2 separate regions of the Rattus norvegicus genome follow, and region 2 is linked to region 1. A link is a contact called in public Hi-C data. All regions are on one chromosome and are shown on one strand. The core of a region is the stretch at or near the end of the contact, and the rest is flanking DNA. Distances in the headings are between cores, read along the strand shown.

What was found. Hi-C and Micro-C count contacts between places; a contact is called where the count stands out from the background.
Region 2: a Hi-C map of Schwann cells shows a contact between it and region 1, with 2.1 times the contacts expected there. The contact joins the promoter of Tgfa here to the enhancer-like site in region 1. A contact is called at or near these places in 5 of 12 Hi-C or Micro-C datasets (the A7r5 cell line, Schwann cells, hepatocytes and 2 more) and 1 of 1 datasets of contacts at active chromatin or transcription factors (oligodendrocytes).

What each region holds. Positions count from the first base shown.
Region 1 is chr4:120,127,683-120,134,202 of GRCr8, forward strand. It overlaps LOC134486809 (a long non-coding RNA gene), which reads left to right. Exons shown (of 2, transcript XR_010066202.1): 2 at 2,560-3,115. Among named protein-coding and RNA genes, the nearest start is that of Tgfa, 45 kb to the right of the region's middle. Within about 2 kb of position 2,774, at least 49 of the 93 cell types and tissues checked have an H3K27ac peak or open chromatin away from gene starts, as enhancers often do. A contact at or near this core is called in Schwann cells, where this site is marked.
Region 2 is chr4:120,173,049-120,179,568 of GRCr8, forward strand. It overlaps Tgfa (transforming growth factor alpha), which reads left to right and starts at 2,671. Exons shown (of 6, transcript NM_012671.2): 1 at 2,671-2,854. The coding sequence starts at 2,815.

The DNA of each region.
Region 1 (6,520 bases), core at 1,524-4,023:
GGATATTCCAGAACACAAGGCCCAGGGGACCGTCGGCAACAGATGAGCAGCTCAAGGATCAGTCAGAAAGTCAGTTATCCAGCTAAGATGTTCCTCAGCAAGGAAACAGGAAGAGCATCAGATGCAGGATTGAAAACACTTTCCTGGGGATGGAAAGTCCTTTTCCAACTTAAAAAGCCCAGGCTAGGGAGGTGGCTCAGGAGAGAAGAGGGTAAGGGAGTCTGGAACATAAGCACAAAGACTGGAGTTTGTGTTCCCAAGAGCCACACAGAGTGTGGGCACACACACCTGTACCCCCCCCCCCGACCCACACCTCAGCTCATGTGTTGGACGCATGGTTTCCAGATCCTGATGCTATTTAGAAGGTTGTGGAACCTCTGGGAAGCACAGACTAGTTAGAAAAAGCAAGTTGCTGGGTAGATAGGATGCTGAAGCTTATAGTGGGGCCTGCTTCCTATCCACACCCTATCCCAGAGAGAGTTGAGCAGGCAGCTTCATACCTGCTGAGAGAGCCTCGTACCTGCTGCCACAGCTGGGAGAGCCTCTCCTGTCACCAAGATTTCCCCTCTACCTTCTAAGATAGCATCATGTTCTGGGAATCAAGTGTCCAACACATGAGCCGGTTGGGGGGCGGGGCACTCTATCCTAGAATCCTATCAGCTTCCGGGATGCACTATACGCATTCTCTCCCCCAGTAAGAATTTGTGTTTTGTCATCCTGAAAACAAAACATTAATGATTGTTTTCTCTGCCCTTCCTGAGGGAAATTCCTAGGCATTGTGCAATGCCTGACCCCTAGTAGGATTTCCTATTGAAACATCCCAAAGAAACAACAAATCTTCAAACTAGAATTAGATGTTTTGGACAAAGGAGTTGGGTGCTTACCATGCGCCATAATCCCTGCTCATCACCGTGACGGTGAATCCTGATTGCCATCTTGCTGGTTTTAGAATCACTTTGGGAGACACACCTCTGGGTACACAGGTGACACTGAAGACTGGAGAGGTTAGAAGTCTTACTTGGCATCCCTCATTTGGTGACCTATCCACCTACAGGTTTTGGGACTCCCCTCCTCTCTGCCTTGGAATGACTGAGATGGAGATCTTACACGAAGCCTCACAGGAGACTAGCTTGGTTTCATGAGGGACAAAGCTCCCATGGGGTGGGGGACACTTACAGAAAAAGTCAGGTCACAAGAGCTATCCAGATTTTTACTTCTATGTGCTTTCTGATCTCCTAACCAAGCCTACCCATGTCAAAGAATTATCAGGGTGAGAATTTGTCACAAAGAGATAATAAACAGATGCATCTTCAATAAAAAAATATAAATCTTTCATTTTGAATAAGAACAAAATGGTGTGATTCAGACCTAAATCTTCCCCAGGACACCTAGAAAATCTCAGTGAAGCTTTAAATCCATAAGTTCATAATGATATTAAAATAAAGTAAAATAAAATAATGCTAAAATTCCTTAGGATCTTAGGGAATCAATGTATTACTCAGGAAACTAGTAAACACATATAAGCAAACACGCATGCGTGCGCGCGCGCACACACACACACACACACACACACACACGCACACGCACACGCACACGCACACACACACACACACACAACAGGAGTAATACAAAGTAAAATAGTTGTAAAAGAAACCAAGAGGAAATGGATGAACCCAGTGTAAACAGAAGAGCCACACAACAGCTTCCTAAGGAACACCATGACTTCGGGTTGTCAAGCATAGTGGAGCACACATTTGATCCCAGCACTCGGGAGGCAGAACCTTCCTGATCCCTCTTTAGCAGAGGAAGGAGCCGGCTCAGGCTGTTATGACGTCGACGGCAGATTCTTGCGCAGCCTGGACCTTCAGACCTTGCTGGGCTCTTGGGTTTGCCTGGATAAACAGTAAATTAGTTAACTGTTCTTATTGTTGTGACCAAATACCTAATAAGAAGCAACCTGATGAAGGAAAGGTCATTTGGGTCACATTTGTTGTCACCATCATGGTGGCAACAGCATGACATACCATCATGGTGGCAACAGCATGTGGCAGCTGATCCCATTGCATTTGGCATGAGAAGGCGGAGAGAAATTGATGCTGGTGCCCCCAACTCACTACCTCCTTTTCATTCAGTCCAGGACTCAACCCACAAGAAGATGCCATTCACACTCAGGGTGGGTTTCCCTCTCCTCACTTAAGCCAATCTAGAGACCCTCCTACAGAAGAGTCCAGAAGCTTGTCTCTGTGGCAGTTCTAAGTCCCACCAGGCTGACCATCACAAGCTGGCTCGGGCCTTCTTTAAAACAGAACAGGGTGGTACATTGCAGCCACCTAGCTTTGAATATACAATCTGTTCCATTCCCTCATCTCTCTGTAGTTCGTGATTGCTAGTAGAAAAGGCTTGTAGATCTACATTTCTCAGCAGTTCTTGGAGGCCAAATGTCTACTTGGACAATGGTCAAGGCGACCTGGCCATGTCGGCTCATTGTGGTGCTCAGCCTTTCTTGGCAACCTCCTCACAAACAAATGAATGAAGTTTGGCTTTCTCTTTCCCCTCTAGACTCAACCCCACTCAACAGAGAGTGGGCCATCCATCTTGCCTCCACAGAAACTGTCATGCCTTGAACACAGCCCGTCTTCTCTGGGCCTGGACTCTCCCCTCCTGGGCTGACGTCAGCCTTGCCCTCCCTGAAGGTCCCACAGCCTGGAATCATCAGTGGTTGTGGTGTATGGGAGCAAACAACGGATGTATCTGCAGTACTGTGTGTCTCTGGTGATGTGGCCCAAAGACGCTTGGGTCACCAAGCCAAGTGCTGAGCTGGCTGAAGTTCTTACAGTCGCAGAGGCCAGGACTGCGCGCCACACAAAGAGGCCATTGTCTGGGCAGCATGAGCGATGTTTTGCTGGGGAAGGTTACTAGCCCGACTGCTTATTGTCACAGGACCTCAATTGATTTTGTGCCCAAGCAGTGAACTACAGGCAATTCACAGAATTCCTTCCTTTCTTTCCACAGCACTTACAGCTCTCAAGTCATGTAAGCCTGCCCTGGTGTTTGCAAACAAGTTATTCCCAGAAAGGGTTCCATATTAAAACCATTCCCTCTGTGCCATCACAAAGATGTCCTCTCCTTGCTGTCTTTTACCTCTTCTGACTCCCCATGTCACCTGTGGGAACATGGGTGAGGCTGACTTATCAATCACATGGAGAAAGCTGGAAAGCCCTTGGATCCAGGCTCAGCTGGGTGCTTAGACCTGACTGACAGCCCTGCAGCTTGTCCACCATCAGCCTCTCCCCAGAGTCCCCATCACTTGCCCTCCAACTCAACACTGAGCTCTACCCAGGAGAGGCCAGAGGCCAGTGGCCAGCCAACAGAGGCCTGAAAACCTTCCTACTGTGAGACACCGGTCCTTAATTAATAGTGAGAGCACTGGGACTTAGCAAAAGCGAAGCAGTTTGTGTCATAGACATGCAAAGCTGGCTGACTGTCAGCCTAGAGGAAAGGCGATAGTGGTTGGCACCTGATTTGGAGCCTTGTGGGGTTTTGTTTGTTTGTTTGTTTACAGCTTTTTATAGTTTCTAGTCATGTCCCCATGTCCCCTGAATTCCCCACTGTCCAAGTTCTTCAGGGAGGTTCAATCTTCCTTGTCTCTAGCATGGTCCCCATCCCAAATTCCTCATCCTCCTGGGACTCGAGAACACTCTCTTCTGATAGGAGAGCTCAGTCACATGGCAGACTGCCTGTAACCTGGCAACCCTAGGATGAACTGAGAACACCCAAGACAGACACTGACTCCAGCTGCGGGGGTCTTGGGGGGACAGACAGGGAGGCAGTGCCGCCTGCTCTCTGTAATCCTCTGATGAGCTCTGAGCTTACTTCATATGAAAAGTGGTCCATTGTGATGTATTTCTGGACCATTCCCTTTCAAGTCTAAGGGCTTGTACTAAGAGGCTGCACTTATGGGGAAGCCCCTTCCCCCACGATCCACACTGGCCACGGCTCTACACTCAACTCCTCTTATACTTCTATATCTTCAAACTGCCTCTCTCTTTAGGCTCTTTTTCTTCATCATAGCATATCAAAGTCTCTCAAACCCCAAACAAGTGCAAAAGGTAGCTTGCGCACACGCACGCACACACGCACGCACGCACACATGCGCCTTCCTTGCCCAGCTTTCTCCTTTGGACACAGAGCCCTAAGACACAGCCCATGCAACATCTCTCTACTTCTGCCCCTCCGAGTCTCCCTCAGCATTCAGACCATACATTCTCCAGTGTCTCTAGACAATTTTGCCAAGTGTCAGGAAGGCAGATGCTTGGGGATCCAGGTCCACTGAGGTGACCTCTTCAGGATTTGATGCACGAATCGCCTCAGACTCTCCTTGTTTGTAAGGAGACCAGCGTCTCTTTAGGATTCCTTGCTTTGAACACTGATCTCGACTTTCTATCTCTCTTCCCCACCCCACTCTCTGCCATATTCTACTGGGGACATTTAGAGCCAGCCCTGGCCCTCCCCCAGGTACTAGCAGTTACTGTCTCTAAAGCTCACTGTGACTCTTCCCTTCATACCCCCTCACCCCCTCCTGCATCCACAGCCTACCATGCTCACCATGATCGTCCAAAGCCATGGGCCACTTCAGTGGAAAATCTCCTCTTCCTCATTCGCCATACATAAAAGCAAACCCAAGACCGGCTTCTGGTCCTATTGCTTTTGTTCCTAAATATTTTAGAAGGTGGCCTTTCCCGCACTCTGCCTTTTTATTTCCATCAGTGATGTTTAAGTATATTGGATTCCATTTGGGTCATGCTCAAAACCACTGGCCATATTGCTCCTGGAATCTTGTGACACTTCTGTGTGGCAGGGACAGTCACAGTGGTTATGTGTGTGAAGCTTTGAACGATGTACCTGCCTTCTGCTTCTCACTCCTCAGAGGTCAGTATTTGAAGAAAAAGTCTAAAGATAAGTAGTGAGGGGAAACAATCCTCTGTTCTTGGACTCAAAAAACTAGAAACAAAATGGGAGAAAAATTGTCACACTACGCATGTGGGAAGGGACTGTGCTTACTTAGAATAAAACACTTTGGATACTGAACAGCAATGAAGCGAACAGTTCAACTAGAAAATCAGCAAAAACCAGGCTTAGGAGTTGGCTTAGTGAGTCATGTGTTTGATGTGTGAGCATGAGAGTTGGGGTCACCAACACGCACATAAAAGCCAGGCATGGTGGAACACACTTGTGACTACAGTACTATAAGGCAGAGATGGTCGGATCCTGTGGGCCTGCTGGCTAGTCAGTCTAAATGAACAGGGACCCCAGGTTCAGGAGCAATGCTGTCACCCAAACTAAGGTGGGTAGAAATAAAGGAAGATACCTAGTGTTGACCTCTGACCTCCACGTGTGCATTCAGAGGTGAGCGTGCCCACACACAAGTATACATGCTTATAGCACACAGGAGACAGAAGGGGAGTGTAGGGGGAAAATGTGCAAAAGCCACAGAGAAATGGGTCCCTGAAGAGAATGCATAGAAGCAAATGAGCACATGGAAAGTGTTTGCTGCCACACAAGTCAAAACCACAGAGACTGTCACACATGCCTTGCACAATGGCTAAATAAATGCCGGCAACACCAAGTACTTGCTATTATGTCAATGAATAGCATTTATTGCTCAGGCATGGGTGATGGAAGGACAGAGATTCAACTACCTAGGAAAGGTGTTGGATGTTTTCTTTCAAAATTAAGCATTGAACTACCATGCCCTGTGAATATTTCCATGAGGCCACACTGGGACAGAGATCTAGAGACACCCTGAACCAAGCACCCCCTGCTTGTCTGTAACTTGGATGAACTCTAAGCCCACCTCATACTGAAAAACGGATTGTAACAATTTATCGCACACCCACCCACACATGCACCCATGCATCTGTACATGTGCCAATTTCCCCAGTGCAGCAACATTCAGTAAACCTCTTTTTTTTTTTTTTTGCTTTCATTCTTAACTTGACTACTTGACTTTAAAATTATCTTATTGAGATGGGTGGCCAAGTCTGGTGTGTTGAGAAGCGGCTGTGACCTCAAGTCTTTAATAGGACCTTACATAAGCTAACTAGGGGAGGCTAAAGAGGCCTGGCGTGAGTGCAGGTAGGAACAGGTGCCCTGCAGAATCGCCCTGTGTAGATGGATGCAGAGCTCCTGCGGACAGTGGGAGCCTCCGCCACGAGGCAGGCAGAGTGGATGTGCTGAGGCACGTTCCAAATCCCTGTCTAACTGCAGAAACCTGTGACCACGCACGTCCAACCTGTGGTTAGAATCCGCTCCAAGTTCTGCAGAAGATCCCAGAGGCTGGAAGTCAAGGAAAGAGAGATGATGTCCAAGGCCCAGCCCCTGTAATTACTGTGGGCACAGAGCCAGCAAGAGCAGCTCAGCAACAGAATGCCCGGCCCACAGCTGAGTGGGTACCTACTGGAATTCAGAGCTTACCACTACAGAGAAGGCGGGGCAGAGGGACAACAGCGTGTGTGGTCAG
Region 2 (6,520 bases), core at 1,421-3,920, 45 kb after region 1:
GCTGGCAAAATATCTTTTTCCCTGTTAGTTTTTTTTTAATTAGATTTATTCGTCGAATATGTGTGTGTTTACCTGCATCTGTGTATGCATATCATGGGCGTGCTTAGTGCTCATGGAAGTCAGAAGACAGTACTGGGTTTTCTGGAACTGGAGTTATGGATGCTTTCAAACCACCACGTGAATGCTGGAATTCCCAGGGTGCATATTTTGTCCTCTGTAAAAGTAGCAAGTGCTCTTAACCTCCAAGCCATCTCTACAGCCCCACAAATTATCTTCTGATTAAAAATATTTTCCAGTCCTTCAGCGGACCAGCCCACTTGCTTGATTCTGCCAGCCCCAACAGTGTGTGGGCAGTGGGCAGAACCAGGACCGTCTGATTCCCAGACAGCTGGCAGCCAACCACGGCCTTGCTGCTCCACACGTGTTCAGTCCCCGGCCCTGATTCCTTGCCTCTTGTAGCTAAGGGAAAAGGCAAGTCCCAGGACAGGACCAGACCAAAATGAAGGAAGTGAGCCCACGTGCTGAAGGCCATAGGAAAGTTCTATGCAGTGGATGGAGAAAATGACTGTCAGGGAAACCTCACTAGCATCGGGAGAAGGGAGTACAATAGTTTCTAATCGGTGATGGTTTTCTATGTAAACTCACACCGCTTTCAAATTATTCTCTTTATAATGGACCACCCCATGTTATGGTGCAGATCTTAAATGTTCCTCTTATGTGGGACCCGAGAGATGGCTCGGTGGGTAAGAGCCCCTGTTACCGTGCAAAGGATCTCAGCACATAGGAATATGTAACTGTCTGTAACTCCAGTTTCAGGGGGTCAGATGCCAGACGATCATGTACTATAGAATTCCAGAGGATCAGACTCCAGATATACATGTACTACATGCAGTCAAAATACTTACACGGGTTGGGGATTTAGCTCAGTGGTAGAGCACTTGCCTAGCAAGCACAAGGCCCTGGGTTCGGTCCCCAGCTCCGAAAAAAAGAAAAGAAAAAAAAACACTTACACAAGCAATATAATTTTTTTTTTTCCAAAAAGGGCGCTTGGAGCTTGGTGTGGCTCTGCAGGCCTTTAACCTCAGTTCTCTGGAAGTAGAATTAAGTAGATTTCTGTGAGTTCAAGGCCAGACAAGACTATGTAGTGAGACCATGTCTCCAAAATAAAATTAATTAATTACGACAAAAAGATGCTTGGATTTAACACCATTTTGTTATTGTTTGGTTTGGTTTGGTTTGGTTTTTGGCTTTGGTTTTTGCTTTTCCCATAAAAGCTCATTTGTTGTTCGGTTGAGCCCCCAGTGGGTGGCGCTAGAGAGAGATGGTGGAGACTTCAGTCGGTGGGGCCCTGGAGAAAGTTAGAACGCCGAGAGTGTATCCTTCAAGGGGATATTGGGACCCCCCCTTCCCTGCTTTTGAGCTCAGATATATGCTCCCCCCTATTTTGTCCTTCCTCATCACAGACCCAAAGCTACAGGGCCGTCCAAGTGAACATGAACTAGAACAGAAAACCAAAGCTGCTTTTAAGTTGATTTCTGTGTGCATTTTGTCTCAGCAACAGAAAGATGGTTAATTAACCCAGTACCCACACGTTGGGCCAATGGCTTGGGCTTTCTTTTGGAATTAAGGTCCTCTGTTCTTACAATAAACTGAGATTTTCATCCCTGAGACTTTGAGCATCCATCTAAGAAGTCGGCAAGAGAATCCCAAGGCCAACACACCCTACCACCAAGGCTCCGCCTGCTAGGAGAGAGTGGGTCTTCTCTGGAGCAGTTAGATGTCAGGAAGCAGGAGAGGCTAGACTCTGGCTAGTCGTGGTCTCTCTGGGGTTACTGTCCCCTATGTATGCCCCATCCCCCAATACCCACGAACCATCCTTTCTCTACCCAAAGAAGCCTTCCCCCTTCTTGTGTTCCTCTGCCTAGTTCAGATTCAGGGGCCATCTCAAAGACACAACCTCTGAACAGGCCAGCTAGCTGACCCCCACCGCCCGCTCCTCTTTTGTTCCGCACTTAATTGTATCAAAGCCAGTTCTTATTCCGACTCCTGTATCCCCGAAGCAGTGGGACAGAAGGGTTGATGCGTGATTAAGTTCATGGTAGACAGAGATTCCCTGATCTTCACAATGTATCTGGGGACGCAGAGTGGCTTTGCCCCTAGTTGGTGGCAGGTGTCCCGGGGCTGGCATGGATGGGGACACAGGTGGAAATTCGACTTAAATGAGTATTTGGCTGACTATGGAGAAAGCTTTTCTTGGTCAAGTCTTCCCAGGTGGCTGGCTAAGCTCGTGGGTCTCCAGGCTCCTGCTCAAGAGTGTCGTGGAGAAGCCCCTAGCACAGGTGACTAACCTGGGCGACTCCGCTCTGCCGCCTACAGCCTGGACGCGGCTACTGCGCAGGGGACTCGGGCGGCGACCCTGGGCGCGAGCACTGCAGGGAGGTGTCTGAAGCCCGGCGCTTCCTGCCTGGCCCTTGGCCCAGGGTGGTGACTGGCTGTCGCGATCGGGGCGCAGGTCCCCGCCCCCGGCTCCCAGTCCCCACCCCTGCGCCTTCGGGGGCGCCCCAACGCGGGAGGGTGGTCCGCCTCGCCCCGGTCGCCTAAGGCAGAGAGGTGGCGGGAACCTCCACCTCTTTCCCGTTTCCGCCGCGGGCAGCGCGCTGGCCAGTGCCACCGGGAGGCGCGGTCGTCCCTCCGCCCGCGCGCCGGGGGCCGGCCCTGTCGCCTGCGCCTTTTTCCCCCGCGCACACCGCGGCGGCGCGCGGCCACTCGCCAACCGCAAAGAGCGCGGTGGCTGCAGCGCCCTGCGCTCGGAAGATGGTCCCCGCGGCCGGACAGCTCGCTCTGCTAGCGCTGGGTACGTAGGCAACACTCGATGTCCCCGGGCCCGCTCTAGAAAGATTTCTGTGGTGCTCTTGAGTCCGCTTGGGAGAGCAGAAGAGAGGCGGGTGCTTGGAGTGGGTGGGAGTGTACGAGCCACCCGGAGTCACCGAGAACTGTGAAGCGAGGGGGGGACAGTCTTAGCGAGGTGGCCGCCCGGCCATGAGATCCGGCTTGAACTTTACTCTGCGCGGCGTTTGCTCGCCGGTGCCCACGCCCTCCTGCCTACCTGCCGGTCGCCGATCCGGCTTCTCCAAAGCCTCCTGAGCGCCGGTTGTCCCCTGGTGGTCCTAGCCTTAGCATATTTCGTGTCCCGGGGGCGGGAGCCCACGTTGCGCGCCCGCACCCTTCGCCTTCGACTTGAAGCTCTCCTCGGTGTTGGGTGGGTTTGTGATTTTTTTGTGCGGATTAATTGTTCTGTTAATGAGCTTCCCTGGGAGTCTTGGTGTCCCTGTCAGAGAAGGCGGGAGTGACACCTGAGTGTAACCAGTTTCCTGAGTAGATTCTTGGACATAAGCGCGGGTTGGGGGGAGGGGACGAGTGTCCCCTCCCCCACTCCCGGTGTCTGGGTGGTGGGAGAGAATTGCCGCCGTGAAGCTCGCAGGTGTGCGTGAGTGTGTGTGTGTGTGTGTGTGTGTGTGTGTGTGTGTGTGTGTGTGTGTGTGTGTGTGTTTCCACTCGCAGCGTCTACTCCCAGCTACCGGGTGCAGTCTGTTTGACAGAGCGGACCGAAGTACCCAGGTGTCCCGGACACTGCTGCCTCCTTGTGAATCTTTCTGTCTGATATTTCAGCATTTAAAACCCTGTAAGGAGGCTGAGACTGTAGGTCAGTGGCCAGCGAACTCCAGGCACTAAATCCTGAAAAGAATCCCCAGCACCATGTAAAGCTGTGCTGGTGACCCCGGTGCTCAGAAGGTAGAGGAAATAGAATCATAGTACAATCCTCAGCTTTATAGGGAGTTTGAAACCAGCCTGGGCTATATGAGAACCTGGTTCTAATTATTTATTAATAATTAAAGCCTTATAAAGTAAGATGCTTGCTACGGGATCAAAAGACCCCAGAGGATGTTTGGACCTTGCCTCCCCAAAATATGCCCAGAGCAGCCTGTCATAGCCAAGGTGAGGAAGGGTTCACAGGTCTCTGGCAATCCTGCATTAGAAAGGTTCCCTCTGCAGCAGAAGGGGACACAGTGAGATCCTCCCGGCTTTGCCCTCACCCGAAGTGAGTTAGAAGCAGATTTCCCCACCTTTTGTAAGAACTGCCTTTCAAGTGTATTCTGTCATTGGTTTTCACTTCACATACAACAGCTTCATAATTCAAAGCTGTGGAACGTGCAGATGGTGGGAAGCCTGCAGGTTGTTTCCCCACCCAAATGTTTATTTTTTTTCCGAATAGTATTACTAACTAGAACCCTGGGAATGCTTGCCGGGTGTTGCCAAGCAGTTCATTCACCCATTTGGCTTGCACGCTCACTTCATGAGGAAGCCATCCTGTCCCCATTTCACAGACAAAGAACGGTGCAAAGAGCCACTGTCCTAGGCGGGCCGGCCTTATTAAAGACCAAGGAGTGCAGATGTGGAAGGTCACAACACGTGTGGTCAACATATTAGTCCCATCTCTGGGGTTGGGGATGTGACTTTGAGGAGAGACGGTGTGAGAAACCCTAGAACTCACTGTTCAATTTCTTGTGGTTGAGCTCTATGGTGATGAGATGGTTTATTCAGTGTGAATGAGATAAGTGGTTTCTCCAGGCGGCTGTTGACAGCGGTGCTCTCCCAGCCCCTTTAGCTCGCAGTATGGAGCAGACCCCACACTGTCACACTGTCATTTTCTCCCTGCCTGAGTGCTTCATCCAGCTTCTTCTGTGCACCCTTCCTTGAAAGAACACAGAGGGGAAAAAAAAGATAACCGTATGATCGACCAATCTCTAAAAGCTGACCTGTACCATCCCAGAAAGGGTAGTTTAAAGTGGGGGAGGGGATCAATTCACAGCAGTGAGGATCCCGTTTCATTCAATATTCTTTAAAAGACAAATCACAGCCGTTAGGTTTGTGCCTTTACTCAAACGGCTGCCTCCCACATGTCTTTAATTTGCGGTATTTCCTCTGAAGCTCTTTGCCTCTCTGATTTTTCTTAGACAGCTCCAGGCAAATCAGCCAGTGTTACATCGATAAACACAGTCCAAAAAAAAAAAAAAAATCCAACCTAGGCTAATCTGAGAGCGACCTGGCTGTCTGTAGAGGCTTAGGATTGGATCCTGACACTTTTTCCTGTTCTGGGGGACAATGTGGAGAATGTGGCCCTAGTGCAAACTTTGGAAATCTTATCCAGGTTCCTTCGTGGCAGCCTCCCCAGGCGGGGCTCTCCTGTGCATGGTACCTCCTCTGTGCCAAGGGAACAAGAGGTTAGGTTCCTGGCATTAGATCACCTTTCTGTGCCTTGTTTTTGTCTGTGAAATGGGTATGTTAAAAGGAATCTTGGGTAGATTTGATACCTGCAGATTAATGTCTGGTATGTAGTCAGAGCTTAATTAACCTTAATGCCACCCCTCCCTTTGTTGTTGGTTGTCGGGAGCCCCAGGTTATGTGGGTTCTATGACCCACAGATCACCAGCTGAGCCTCAAGCTCCTCGACCTTTCTCTGCCAGGAACCCTACCTGAGTGATTTCTAGTCAGTGTCACCTGGGAGACAACAGATTCAAGCAAACCTAGGCATTCTTAGGTACATTGCAAATCCTTTTTATGTCAAGCATTTATGCCTACTCTGAAGTCCTGAGTGGCCGGCTGTTTTCTCTCCTGTAAAATGGGAATGACAAAGCCAACCCCGCCTCCCAGGCTGCTAGGAAATCAGATGAGATGGTCAACAGATTTACAAACCATAAAGATAATCGGGCTGGGGGGGGTGTGGCTCTGGTAAAGCCATTTGCCTGGCATCACAAAGCCCCACCACTGCAAAGGAAATAAGGTCATGCTGAAAATAAAATTGATTTTGGTGACAGAGATGGGCTCTGTAGTATAGAGATAAGGCTTGTTTAGCTTCCCATAGATGAAGGCTGCCTGTAGACCTCAGGGAAGGCTGTCGTGGACAGAGGGGTGATCGTTGAGGTTTATGCTGAGGTGTTTTAGGGGGGTTTTCCTTATGTGGAAATGTCTGTCTTTCAGGCTTCCACTGTCCGCCTGAGGCAAACTCATGCCTTCCGTAATGGGCAGTTAGGGTGTGCTCACCAGCAGTGAGGGCTGGAGAGGTGTGGATAGATGTTGGCAAGCCTGCTGACCCCGTTTTGCTCTTCCAACATTTGGTCTCCTCAGGACAAGGTGATCTTTCTCTAAGTAATGTCTCCTACAAGGGAGACTTTTCTTATAGGAGTAAATGATGCTTTGCGCTATTGTTGCTATGGTAACACATGACAAACAGATGACTTTTCCATTGGCCTGATCTCCAAGGACCTTTGCAATATGTGTTTGGAACGAGGCCCTAGTCACCACACTGCCCTCTAAAGCAGGCAGGCATCAGGTCATCCCACACTAGAAACCTTACTAACATCTTCTACACCGGTATGCTTATGTCAGAACCATCTGGAGGCCTGGTGAGCACAGGTGGAGGGGCCTGCGTGCTCAGCAAGTTCCCAGGTGTGACCCGTGT